2 separate regions of the Sus scrofa genome follow, and region 1 is linked to region 2. The links are chromatin contacts, called in public Hi-C maps. All regions are on one chromosome and are shown on one strand. The core of a region is the stretch at or near the end of the contact, and the rest is flanking DNA. Distances in the headings are between cores, read along the strand shown. Region 1 holds the start of GYS2 (glycogen synthase 2). Region 2 has its middle 14 kb from the start of LDHB.

Region 1 (6,041 bases), core at 1,445-3,944, 65 kb before region 2:
TCCTCTTGACAAGAAAATTCCCTTCCTCATGCACAGAAAATAAAAGAAAATAAGTATCAAAGGCAGCTTAGAAGTTGAAAAATAAATGTATTCCTGCCTTCATGAGAAATTTAAAAATCCATGGAGAATTTTCTAGGCAAAGGCACTGTTCTAGGCCCTGAGAGCAGCCCATATGTCATCAGAATATAAGATGCATGGGATAAATAGTTTCACCCAGAACCAGGAAACAATGCTCCATTAACATTTGCTAAATGGAGAGAAAAGGAAGGAAGGAAAGAAGTTCTACCCAGTTCAGTCTTCTGAACTGATTCCTGGAGCAAGAGGTCCCCCCCGCCCCCCAATTTTTTCCACCAAAAGCATATCCTTGAGTTCCTTCCTACTCTGTAGAGAGAACTTATCTTTCAAGGCACAGCCTGGGATCTGTGTCTAGTACAGATGGTTCTGTTCCCAGGTGCTTTGGGCATATTTAAAAACCTTGTGACTGGAAAAAGAACATTAGGAAGAGCTACTTGTAGTAAAATACTTCACTTTTCCATATTAAAATTTCTGTCCTCTTTGCTTCTTCCTCACTAAACCACAAAGAGGAAGAATGTGCTTTGTTCTCTTACATTCATTCTGTGCATTTCTGTGTAGAAACAATTGATATTTAATTTTTATTTTATAATGTTATGAATGCATAACATGAAAGATTTGAACACTGAGTGTAAGGCAAAAAATCAGAACAGATGCTAAATATAATTTCTCTGATTTTGAGGTTTTGCTGGCTCTGATTAGCCAAAAGGAAGAAGTACTGTATTACATTCATGTTTATTTCAGAACCTTTAAGTTTCTGAAATAAACATGTCATAAAATTATTTTTAATGAACATGTAATATATCACATTACAAGTTATCAATTCCATCCTTTAAATTCCTTTCCCCCATCAATCATTTGGCCTGGTTCTTTATGACCTTGAAAAACTCAGCCTTCAGAACTGTTACTTTTCTTTACCAATATTCCTTTAATATTAGTGTTAACAACCCTGACACTTTTCAGCTAGACAATATTAATACACAAGGAATTTTTTTAAATAATTTTTCTGATATTTTCACCATAAAAATCATTTAAGTCAGAGTTCTCTACTTTGCCTTCTCCAATCCAATACAAATGAGATCATACCTTATTGAGGAATTATTTAAATTTTGTCAATTTGATTTCTTTTCAGGAGTTCCTGTCGTGGCGCATGGGAAACAAATCCAACTAGGAACCGTGAGGTTGCAGATTCAATCTCTGGCCTCACTCAGTGGGTTAAGGATCTGGCATTGCTGTGAGCTGTGGTGTAGGTTGCAGACATGGCTGAGATCCTGTGTTGCTGTGGCTGTGGTGTAGGACAGCAGCTATAGCTGCAATTGGACCTTTAGCCTGGGAACCTCCATATGCTATGGGTGCCGCTCTAAAAAGCAAAACAAATTAAAATAAAATTAAAAATTTTTAAAAATTGATTTCTTTTCTTATTTTATAATTTCTCTGTATATATAGTATTAAAGAAAAATTCCAGGCATTCTTCTTCTTCTTCTTCTTTTTTTGTTTTTTGTCATTTTGCCATTTCTTGGGCCACTCCCAAGGCATATGGAGGTTCCCAGGCTAGGGGTTGAATCCGAGCTGTAGCTGCCGGCCTACACCAGAGCCACAGCAACGCAGGATCCGAGCCGTGTCTGCAACCTACACCACAGCTCACGGCAACGCCAGATCATTAACCCACTGAGCAAGGGCAGGGATCGAACCCGCAACCTCGTGGTTCCTAGTCGGATTTGTTAACCACTGCACCACGACGGGAACTCCCAGGCATTCTTCTTAAATAGAAGCTTCTGAGTTGCTTCTGAGTTAAAACTTTAATTCCATGTTAACCTTGAATTATTATAAATGTCTAATAATTTGTATACTGACTAGCAGCATATGGAGTTAAAGTTTCTACTCGGTCCTGATAAAATACCGTTCTTCCTAAAATATAGTACAAAACTGTGCTGAGAAAAATCATAAAACCAAAAAAAGAAAAATTAACTGTGTATTATTGTTTTGTCGTAATACGAATTTCAAAATTTTTTTAAATGCACATTCCCTGGCAACGACTCATATTTTCAACTTTTCCTGCAACACATACACACGTCTAAGTTTTCATTGCCTGTTGAAATGTACAAGGTTAAATGTAATCTAAACATATTCAGTTTGAACATTTTCCTTATTCGCTGGCAATTCATTCTCTCTAGAGAATGTGAAATCCCAATCTATGTACATTCTCCGGCAGTCTGGCAACTAGTCTCCTCAGGGTGCCGTACTAACCTTTATTGGTCACTTCCCAAGACACTTCAAAGAGCAGTAAATCTTCCACAGGAAGCTCAGCTTCCCACCGAGGCAGCCCACCCAAGGATGTCACCGATAGGGACCGGCCTCGAAGCATTCTTCCTTCAGTTCTCTGACGCTGGAAGCCCTCTTTCAAGGAACTGCAATCCTAGGTGCACTTGATGCAGGGATTCAGAGCTGGTAGATCACAAGCTTTGGTAGCTTCTCAGAGGAATAAACCAGCAGAAAGAAATCCGCTGGGCTTCCCACAGAATTCCCAATTGAAGGTGGAATTCTCTGTTCCTTATACAGTCTTTCTGGGAAGGTCCAGTGAGGACACGATCTCCAATCAATATCTACCCAAACAGCCCAGAACAGTCACAAGTAAAAACCCCCCGGTTTTGGGGCTTAGGTAAGCACCCATGAGGAGAATGGAATCCTCAGAGGCTGATCATGACGTGAGTCCAGACCTTTAGCCCTTGTCCTCTTGACCAAAATCCTAGACCCACACAGTCACCAGTGCTGATTTCATCACTTCCAAAGTGACCCAAGAGTAGCAATTCCCCTTATAAAGCTTGCAGATGATTCCATTTTATTTTTTTTATTTTTTATATTTTAAAATTTTATTTTATTGAAGTATAGTTGATTTACAATATGTTAATTTTTGCTGTCCAGCAAATTCAGCTAGCCAGCTAGATATAAATATACACTCATTTTCATATTATTTTCCATTATAATTTATCACAAGATACTGAACGTAGTTCTCTCTGCTATCCAGTATGACCTTGCTACTTATACAGTCTATATAGAGTAGTTCGCATCTGCTAATCCCAGAGTCCCAGTCTATCCCTTCCCTAGCCTTTCCCTCTTGGAGACCACTAGTCTGTTCTCTATGTGCAGACCATTTTAGGTTACACATAGAATTGAGTGAGACAGGAGTTCCCTTCATGACTCAGCGGTTAACAAACCTGACCAGGACTCATGAGGATGACAGTTCGATCCCTGGCCCCACTTGGTGGGTCGGGGATCCTGCGTGGCTGTGAACTGTGGTGTAGTTTGCAGATGCGGCTTGGATCCCGAGTTGCTGAGGCTGTGGTGTAGGCCGGCAGCTGTAGCTCCGATTTGACCTCTAGTCTGGGAACATCCATACGCTGCAGATTCAGCTCTAAAAAGCAAAACAAAACAAAACAAAACAAAGAATTGACTGAGACAGTTTCTAAGCCTTTAATCCGTTTAGATTTCCTAAATATTATTTTTTTGATTCTCATTTCTAGATCATTAAAAAAATTATTTTGGAGTTCCCATCCTGGCTCAGCGGAAGAGAATCTGACTAGGAGCCATAAGGTTGCGGGCTTGATCTCTGGCCTCGCTCAGTGGGTTAAGGATCTGGCATTGCTCATAGATGCAGCTCACATCCTGCATTGCTGTGGCTGTGGTATAGCCCAGCAGCTATGGCTCTGATTCGATCCCCAGCCTGGAACCTCAGTGTGCAGTGGGTACAGCCCTAAAAAAAAAAATTATTTCTAGTTGTTTTATTTTACATTGACAAATTATATTTTGATAATAGGCATTGATCTTCGTTCCCCTTTCCTTAATTACTTTTCTAAAATATTCCTTCTGAATGGAGTTCCCTGGTGGCTCAGCAGGTTAAGAATTGCATTGTTGCTGCTGCAGCTTGGGTCACTGGTGTGGGTTCGATCCCTGTCCCAGGAACTTCTGTGTGCCTCGGGCATGGCCCAAAGAAATTTCCCTATGAAAAAGTATAAATGCCAGCATTTCTCTCTTTTTTTTTTTTTTTTTTTTTTTTTTTTGGTCTTTTTAGGGCCACACCCATGGCACATGGATGATCCCAGCCTAGGGGTTGTATCAGAGCTAAAGCCATCAGCCTACACCACAGCCATAGCAATGTGGGATCTGAGCCGCATCTGTTGCCTACACCACAGCTCAGGGCAATGCCAGATCCTTAACATATTGAGTGAGGCCAGGGATCAAACCCTCCTTCTCATGGATCCTATTTGGGTTCGTTAACCATTGAGCCACAACAGGAACTCCAATGCCCGCATGACTTTGAGTATAACATAAAAAGAAAGTAATTTTAACAGATCAATGATCATCAGACCACCATTTTAATGAGGTTGTAGAAATTAATTTTAGTCATATTTGTACATTTACCTCAAATATTATCAACTTGATAATATGTGTTTGTATTTATATAAATATGCATGTGCTAATTTACTTATACACAGAGATATATCTTATATTGTTCCTAGAAAAAGACATTCAGAAAGTATGCTTAGTTTTGAAATACCTTACTTTACAGATTTAGCCTACAATCAGTATTTTTACATTATTATTCCAAATAGCAACAGAATTGAAATTTATACAAAATATCCTTTACATTAGAATTACAAGCAGAATTCTCATGGAATAATTTCTTACTTGCTAGTATGATAACCTAATAAAAGATTCTGACTTTTAAGAGTTAGAAAGGTTAGAATCTTTTTTCACATCTTTAGCCATTTTCTATACAGTTGGCCTTACCTACTTAATAAGTATTTCAATGACTCAAGATAGAGAAAACCATATTTCATCATCTAATATTAATAAATCAATGTGAATTAAGTATATTAAATATGTCTTCCATGATTGACATATTTAATTCTTTGTTTATTAAAGTAAATTTAAGTATATAGCTTATCATCCATTCATTTGAGTGGTAGGAAAAAGGTTAAATAACTAATCAAAAAATTCAAGTATTAAAATAGTAAAAATGGGAGCCCAAATGACTTTCTGCTTCACAAAATGATTCGCTTGTGTTGACATGACCTCTGTGAGTCCTGCAAATAGAAATTCCAATAAAACCAAACAGAAGGACATGTTGACAAGAAATGAGAATGGGGTGACAGGGCTAAGACAGAGCTTGAAGTTTGCAGTTTCTGGTCTCAGCAATCCTGAGATTGCTTCTTCCAGGATTGAACAAGCCTCAGGAGAGCTGGTGCACATTATTCACATTATCCAATTAAGTAAGACTTAATTCATTGACACTATGTGCCAGGTACTATATGCTTTGTTGTAAGTTCATCACTCGTGGGGGCAAAGTTCAATTTCCCACTTATCAGCTATGGAACCTTTAGCCAATTTCTTTACTTGTTTTGATTTTCTTACTAAAATGGAGATGAGATCATTTGTATGAGGGATTTAGTGTAGTGCCTGACACTATACTGACTACTTTAATAACTTCCAGCCTTATTTATAAGATATATAGTGGTTAAATAAAATTTCCCCTAATACTAGTGGTTACCATTGGAGAGGAGTAAAAAGGAGGCTTGCTCTTCTTGAATTTGTTAGACATTGTGTCACATGCATATATTATCTACTCAAGTAATTAATTACATAAAAGTTTTGGAAGAAATAAACATAGATCAATGAAAATATTCCATGATAGACTAAATAAAAATAAGTAGTATATAAAGTAAAATAAATAGTATGACATTAATTTGTAAAAAAAAAAGTAAACATACACTTCTACTCATGAAGGATATATAAATAGAAGACTGGACTAGATATAAATAAAATTCTTACAGTGGTAATGACTATGACTAATATTTATATGATCTTTTTTGTTTACTTGGATTCTAAAAATTTTCTGTGGTAAACATGTATACATATAGTCATACCATAGGGAGGATAGGTAAACATTTTTAAAAGTTCAGTCAGATCAC
Region 2 (5,609 bases), core at 324-2,823:
TATTCACCTTTAACTCCCTAAACTTAGCTCCTTTACTCCACTCCTGAAAGAAGGCATATATGATTCAATGCCAAATGCTTTGATCAAGGTGGTAGGTAAATACGGGAGGCGGTGAGTAGCAAGATCACAAATGTCCGTTCTCAGATCGTCTGGGTTTGAATCCGGGCTTTCCCATTGTTTGCTATGTCAAAGTTAGTAATCTCCTTGAACATTTCTCATCTGTGAAATGGACTCAAGAATGACACTGGCTTGTTGGGGAAATGCAAATAAGGTAAAATAAGTGCAGGACAGGCCCTAAAACTGCAACCAAGGGAGAATCAATAATTTCTTTTCCCAACCTTGCTCGTGGCTTAAGGATCCGGTTATTGCTGTGAGCTGTGGTATAGGTCTCAGATGCGGCTCAGATCCAGCGTTGCTGTGGCTGTGGTGTAGGCTGGCAGCTGTTTTGATTTGACCCCTAGCCTGGGAACCTCCATATGCTGTAGCTGTGTCCTAAAAAGCAAAAATAAATAAATAAAAGAAAAAAGAAAAAAAATTAATAGAATAAGATATTGCCTCTGTTCTGGTCTCTCCCTCTCTTCTCGCCTTCTGGAACTGCAATTAGACCTATGTAAGGTCTTATTGAAACTTCCTTAGCTGTAACCTTTTATTCTATATTTTCCATCCTTTTCTTTTTCCATACTTCTTCTTCTTCATTTTTTTCTTTTCTGGCTGCCCTGTGGCATATGAATTTCCTGGGCCAGGGATCAAAGTTGAGCCACAGTTGTGACCTATGCCACAGTTGTAGCAATGCCAGATCCTTTAACCCACTGTGCCAGACTTGGGATTGAACCAGTGTCTTGGCACTGCAGAGGCATTGCCAATCCTGTTACAGCATAGCAGGAACTCCCGTCTTTACACACTTCTTTCAGGTTTGTTTCTTCTGACTAGCCTTCCTGTTCTCTTTCTTTTTTTTTCTTTTTTTGGGTCTGCATATGGGGCATATGGAGGTTCCCAGGGTAGGGGTTGAATCAGAGCTGCAGCTGCTGGCCTACAACACAGCTACAGCAACTCAGGATCTGAGCGGAATCTGGCTCCTTAACCTGCTGAGCAAGGGCAGCCTTGTGCCTGTTCTTCATTCTCACAGACACAATGTCCAGTTCTTAACCTGCTAAGCCACAATGGTAACTCCATTTAAGTGTAATTTGTTTTATAGTCTGGAGTTCCTCCAGCTCTATTTCGATTGACTATTATTTCTGATGGGTTTTGCTCAAAGAATCCTGTGTCTAGTTCGTTTGTTTGTTTTTGTATGTTGAATATGGTACTTATGAAATGATTTGTAGCAATAATTCGAAATGAGGTGGTTTTGTAATTCACCAAGGAGAATTTTCTATTGCTTTTGCTAGGTGCCTGTAGGGATTAGCAAACTGAGATCATGTCAGTTCATACTTAGGGCATGATGTTTTCTGGGGCACCTGGAGGACTCAGAGCTTGACTACCATTCAGGGAAGGGCTGGTTTGCTTTCAGTTCACCTTTTACTTCTGGGGTGCAGTTCTTTGAGGCTGAGCGTGGTGTTGGGCTGGTTTATCAGTCTCTCACCCATGGCAGGCCCCTGACTGATTTTTGTCTCCAGCCATGCAAGGCCACTAGATGTGAGCTTGGCCTCTCAGTCATTTGTTTCCAATTGGCAAAAGCTTCTGGGGCAACCATTGCATCAAGTATCAGGGTCACCTCTTTTGGAATCATGTTCTCATTTAGACCTCTGCACAGCAATTCCTCATTTTTATCCTGTTATCTCTTTGATGCTTTTAAGAGAGTGTGTGTATGTGTATGAATGTTATAAACATTTTTTTAATCGTTAAAAAAATAATAATAATAATTTCTTTTCTTTCCTATTATTTTAAGGATTTTAATTTTTTCCATTATAGCTGGCTTATAGTATTCTGTAAATTTTCTACTGCACATCAAGGAGACCCAGTCACACATATATATATACATTCTTTTTCTCACATTATCATGCTCCATCATAAGTGACTAGACATAGGTCCCAGTGCTACACAGCAGGATCTCATTGCTTATCCATTCCATTCCAAAGACAATAGTTTTCATCTATTAACCCCAAATTCCCAATCCATCTTACTCCCTCTCTCTCTCCCTTGGCAACCACAAGTCTGTTCTCCAAGTCCATGATTTTCTTTTCTGTGGAAAGGAGGACCAATAATTTCTAATCTAAAATTCTTGGAATCTTTTTTTAACTCCAACAGGGTGAAGCAACTCTCTTAGTACTTCCTTTCCCCCTGGTACACATATCCAGGTGGCCGCATTATCATGCACCTGAGCTTGTGGAAAGGCTTTCTGGAAAGGTGTACCCCTCTATAGTGACTTATCCACAGGCAGAGTCTGTTAATTTACCTGTGAACCCAAACTTTGGGAGGCCTGTCTTCCATCTCTGTATTTTCAGCGCCTAAAGCAAAGTCAGGCATAGAACAGAAATCATTTAATGATTTATTTTTCTTTTAAATGGTTGAATGAATGAAGATTATATGAAAACGTGGATGGGAGTTCCTGTTGTGGCTCACTGGTTAATGAATCTGACTAGGAACCATGAGGTTTTGGGTTCGATCCCTGGCCTTGCTCAGTGGGTTAAGGATCTGGCATTGCTGTGAGCTGTGGTGTGGGTTGCAGACGCAGCTCCGATCCTGCATTGCTGTGGCTCTGGTGTAGGCTGGAAGCTACAGCTCAGATTAGACCCCTAGCCTGGGAATCTCCATATGCTGCGAGTGCAGCCCTGAAAAGACATTAAAAAAAAAAAAAGAAAAGAAAGAAAATGTGGATACCTGAGACCCTCTTGCTGGTTCCTGCTGCTGCTTTTTTCCCTCCTCCTTTGTTTTCATCTTTATCTTTTTTTTTTTTTTTTAAACTTTGATGTGTTTTAGCAAACTTCCCCTATTGTATTCGTAACCTCTTACATACTGGGCGCAGGTTTTGAGCAGATTGGGCAATAAATGTTTACAGGGCTTTTCAACCCTCCTAAGGTCAAGGGGATAATTTATGTGTATCAGGGCAACCCAAGACTGGTGTCTCTACTTTGAAAGTTCCACCGGCGTGATGAGGAACACTTATCTTAGGGCATTCTCTTAGAGTTAGAGTTGTACAAAGACATGAACCTGCAAAAGGACAGAATAAGAAGAGTTCCTGCTGTGGCATAGGGGGTTAAGGATCAAGTGTTTTCTCTGCAGTATCACAGGCTGCTGTGGACCCATGGTCCGTTCCCTGGCCCAGTGTTGCCTCAGCTATAGGGTAGGTTGCAGCTTCAGATTGAATTGGATCCCTGGCCTTGGAACATGCACATGCAATGGATGCAGCAAAATAAATAAGTAAAAAAATGAAAGGACAGAACAAGAATTTGTATTGTTCATTGTTGCATTCTCACATTCCTGGAGCATGGTAACTATTCAATAAATACTTGATGACAAAATTTGTTCAAGTCTCTCATGTGCTATGAACACTTTCTTTTCTTGTCTTTTTTTTTTAGAGCCACAGTTGCAGCATATGGAAGTTCCTAAGTCTAATCGGAGCTGTATCTTCCAGCCTACACCAGAGCCACAGCAACACAGGATCCGAGCCGCATCTGCGACCCACACTACAGCTCACAACAATGCCGGATCCTTAACCCACTGAGCAAGGCCAGGGATCAAACCCACATTCTCATAGATACTAGTCAGGCTATTAACCCACTGAGCCATAACAGGAACTCCTGCTGTTAACACTTTCTTGAATCCCTCTCCTCTCAGAATTCTATGGCATTGGCCTTTCAGTATCCTATAGTACCTTTAAATAGTGTCTGGAGTACAAAATTTGCTCTTACTTTGATGTTTCAAAATCTACCAGTATTTATTCATCCCTGTTATAGACTGCTGTTTGAGTCCCTCCAGAATTCATGTTGAAACTTAATCCTCCTTGTGATGGTATTTGGAAGTGAGGCCATTGAATGAATGCTGATGAGCATGAGCTTGGAAGCTCTTGTGAAGGAGATTTTTTTTTTTTTTTTTTTTTTTGCTTTTTAGGGCCGCACCTGCTGCATATGGAATTTCCCAGGCTAGGGGTCAAATGGGAGCTGCACCTGCCAACCTACACCATAGTCACAGCAATGCGAGATCTGAGCCATGTCTATGACCTACACCACAGCTCATGGCTACGCTGGATCCCTGACCCACTGAGTGAGGCCAGGGATCCTCATGGATACTAGTCAGATTCATTTCTGCTGCACCACAACGGGAACTCCTGGGATTTGTGTCTTATAAAAGACCCACTCCAGAGTGCTCCCTTCTGCTATGTGAGGACACAAAGAGAAGACAACAGCCCTGTATGAACCAGGAAGTGGGCTCTCACTGCTGGCACCCTGACTTGGATTTCCCGGACTCCAGAGACTCCAGAACAGTTAGATATGAATTTTGTTGTCTACAAGCCACCCAGTCTACGGCATTCTCCTGTAGCAGCTCACTCTAAGACAGCCCTCAACTGATCCTGCCTGGGCTTGGCCAACAGCTCTTCTTGCATCTGTCTTTCTGTGACTGCTGTCCTTGATTCCGCTGTGGTGCCAGGCTCTTCCCTCTCTCTATTTATGCTGCCTGGGTATTACGTCATCCAATGGTATCAACAGTTTCCTAATCTTGATTTCTACCTCCTACCCAGAACTCTCTCTAAGCCTCAGACATCGGTTTCCAACTATTTCCTGGAGAGATTTGCCTGGAACCCTTAGAGCTGCTCCAGGTGGAAGTGCCTCCTGGGCATGCTGTTCCTTTCAGCAGTTGTCAGAGGTTGAAAATATTTTAGCCACAAGCAAATCCTTTATCTTGAATGTACATCCAAAAACGTAATGAAAGATATTTTTATATGCATAGACTATGAGTACTGCTAATGGTGGTTGCTCTGGGGGAGGGAGTTGAGTAACTGGGGTGCAGTTGGAAGGAAATTTACTTTTCACTAGATATCTTTTGGGAGCGCTTTTTTTTTTTAGGGCTGAACCCATGGAAGTTGCCTGGTTAGGGGTTGAATTGGAGCTACAGCTATTGGTCTACATCACAGCCACAGCAACGCCAGATCTGAGCCTCTTCTGTGACCTACACCACAGCTTGTGGCAACATCAGATCCTTAACCCACTGAGAGAGTCCAGGGATCAAACTTGGATTCTTAACCCGTTGAGCCACGACAGGAACTCCTCTTGGTAGCTTTTTAAATTTTATACCATACACGTGTATATTGATTTAAATAGTAATAATGGAAAGTGTAAGGAAAGGAGATGGGAAATATTTGCTATAGAAATTCACTTATCAAACAGTGACCATTCAGGAACCCATCAGAAGGAGCTGCCCCATCCCCTTTATTTTTTTTCCCTCACTTAGCATTAATTTTCTAATTTTTTTATTTTATTTTTATTTTTTTGTCTTTTTGCTATTTCTTGGGCTGCTCCTGCGGCATATGGAGGTTCCGAGGCTAGGGGTCGAATCAGCCTACGCCAGAGCCACAGCAACACGGGATCTGAGCCACATCTGCAACCTACACCACAGCTCATGGCAATGCCGGATCCTTAACCCACTGAGCAAGGGCAGGGATCGAACCTGCAACC

What was found. A called contact is a pair of places that touch in the nucleus more often than the background predicts.
Region 1: a contact with region 2 is called in a Hi-C map of liver, with 4 times the contacts expected there. The contact joins the promoter of GYS2 here to the enhancer-like site in region 2. A contact is called at or near these places in 1 of 5 promoter capture datasets (liver), 20 of 47 Hi-C or Micro-C datasets (alveolar macrophages, embryonic fibroblasts, fetal heart ventricle and 9 more) and 2 of 2 datasets of contacts at active chromatin or transcription factors (alveolar macrophages and skeletal muscle).

What each region holds. Positions count from the first base shown.
Region 1 is chr5:51,859,605-51,865,645 of Sscrofa11.1, reverse strand. It overlaps GYS2 (glycogen synthase 2), which reads right to left and starts at 2,694. Exons shown (of 16, transcript NM_001195511.1): 1 at 2,320-2,694. The coding sequence starts at 2,437.
Region 2 is chr5:51,794,020-51,799,628 of Sscrofa11.1, reverse strand. No RefSeq gene overlaps it. Among named protein-coding and RNA genes, the nearest start is that of LDHB, 14 kb to the left of the region's middle. Within about 2 kb of position 1,573, at least 2 of the 83 cell types and tissues checked have an H3K27ac peak or open chromatin away from gene starts, as enhancers often do. A contact at or near this core is called in liver, where this site is marked.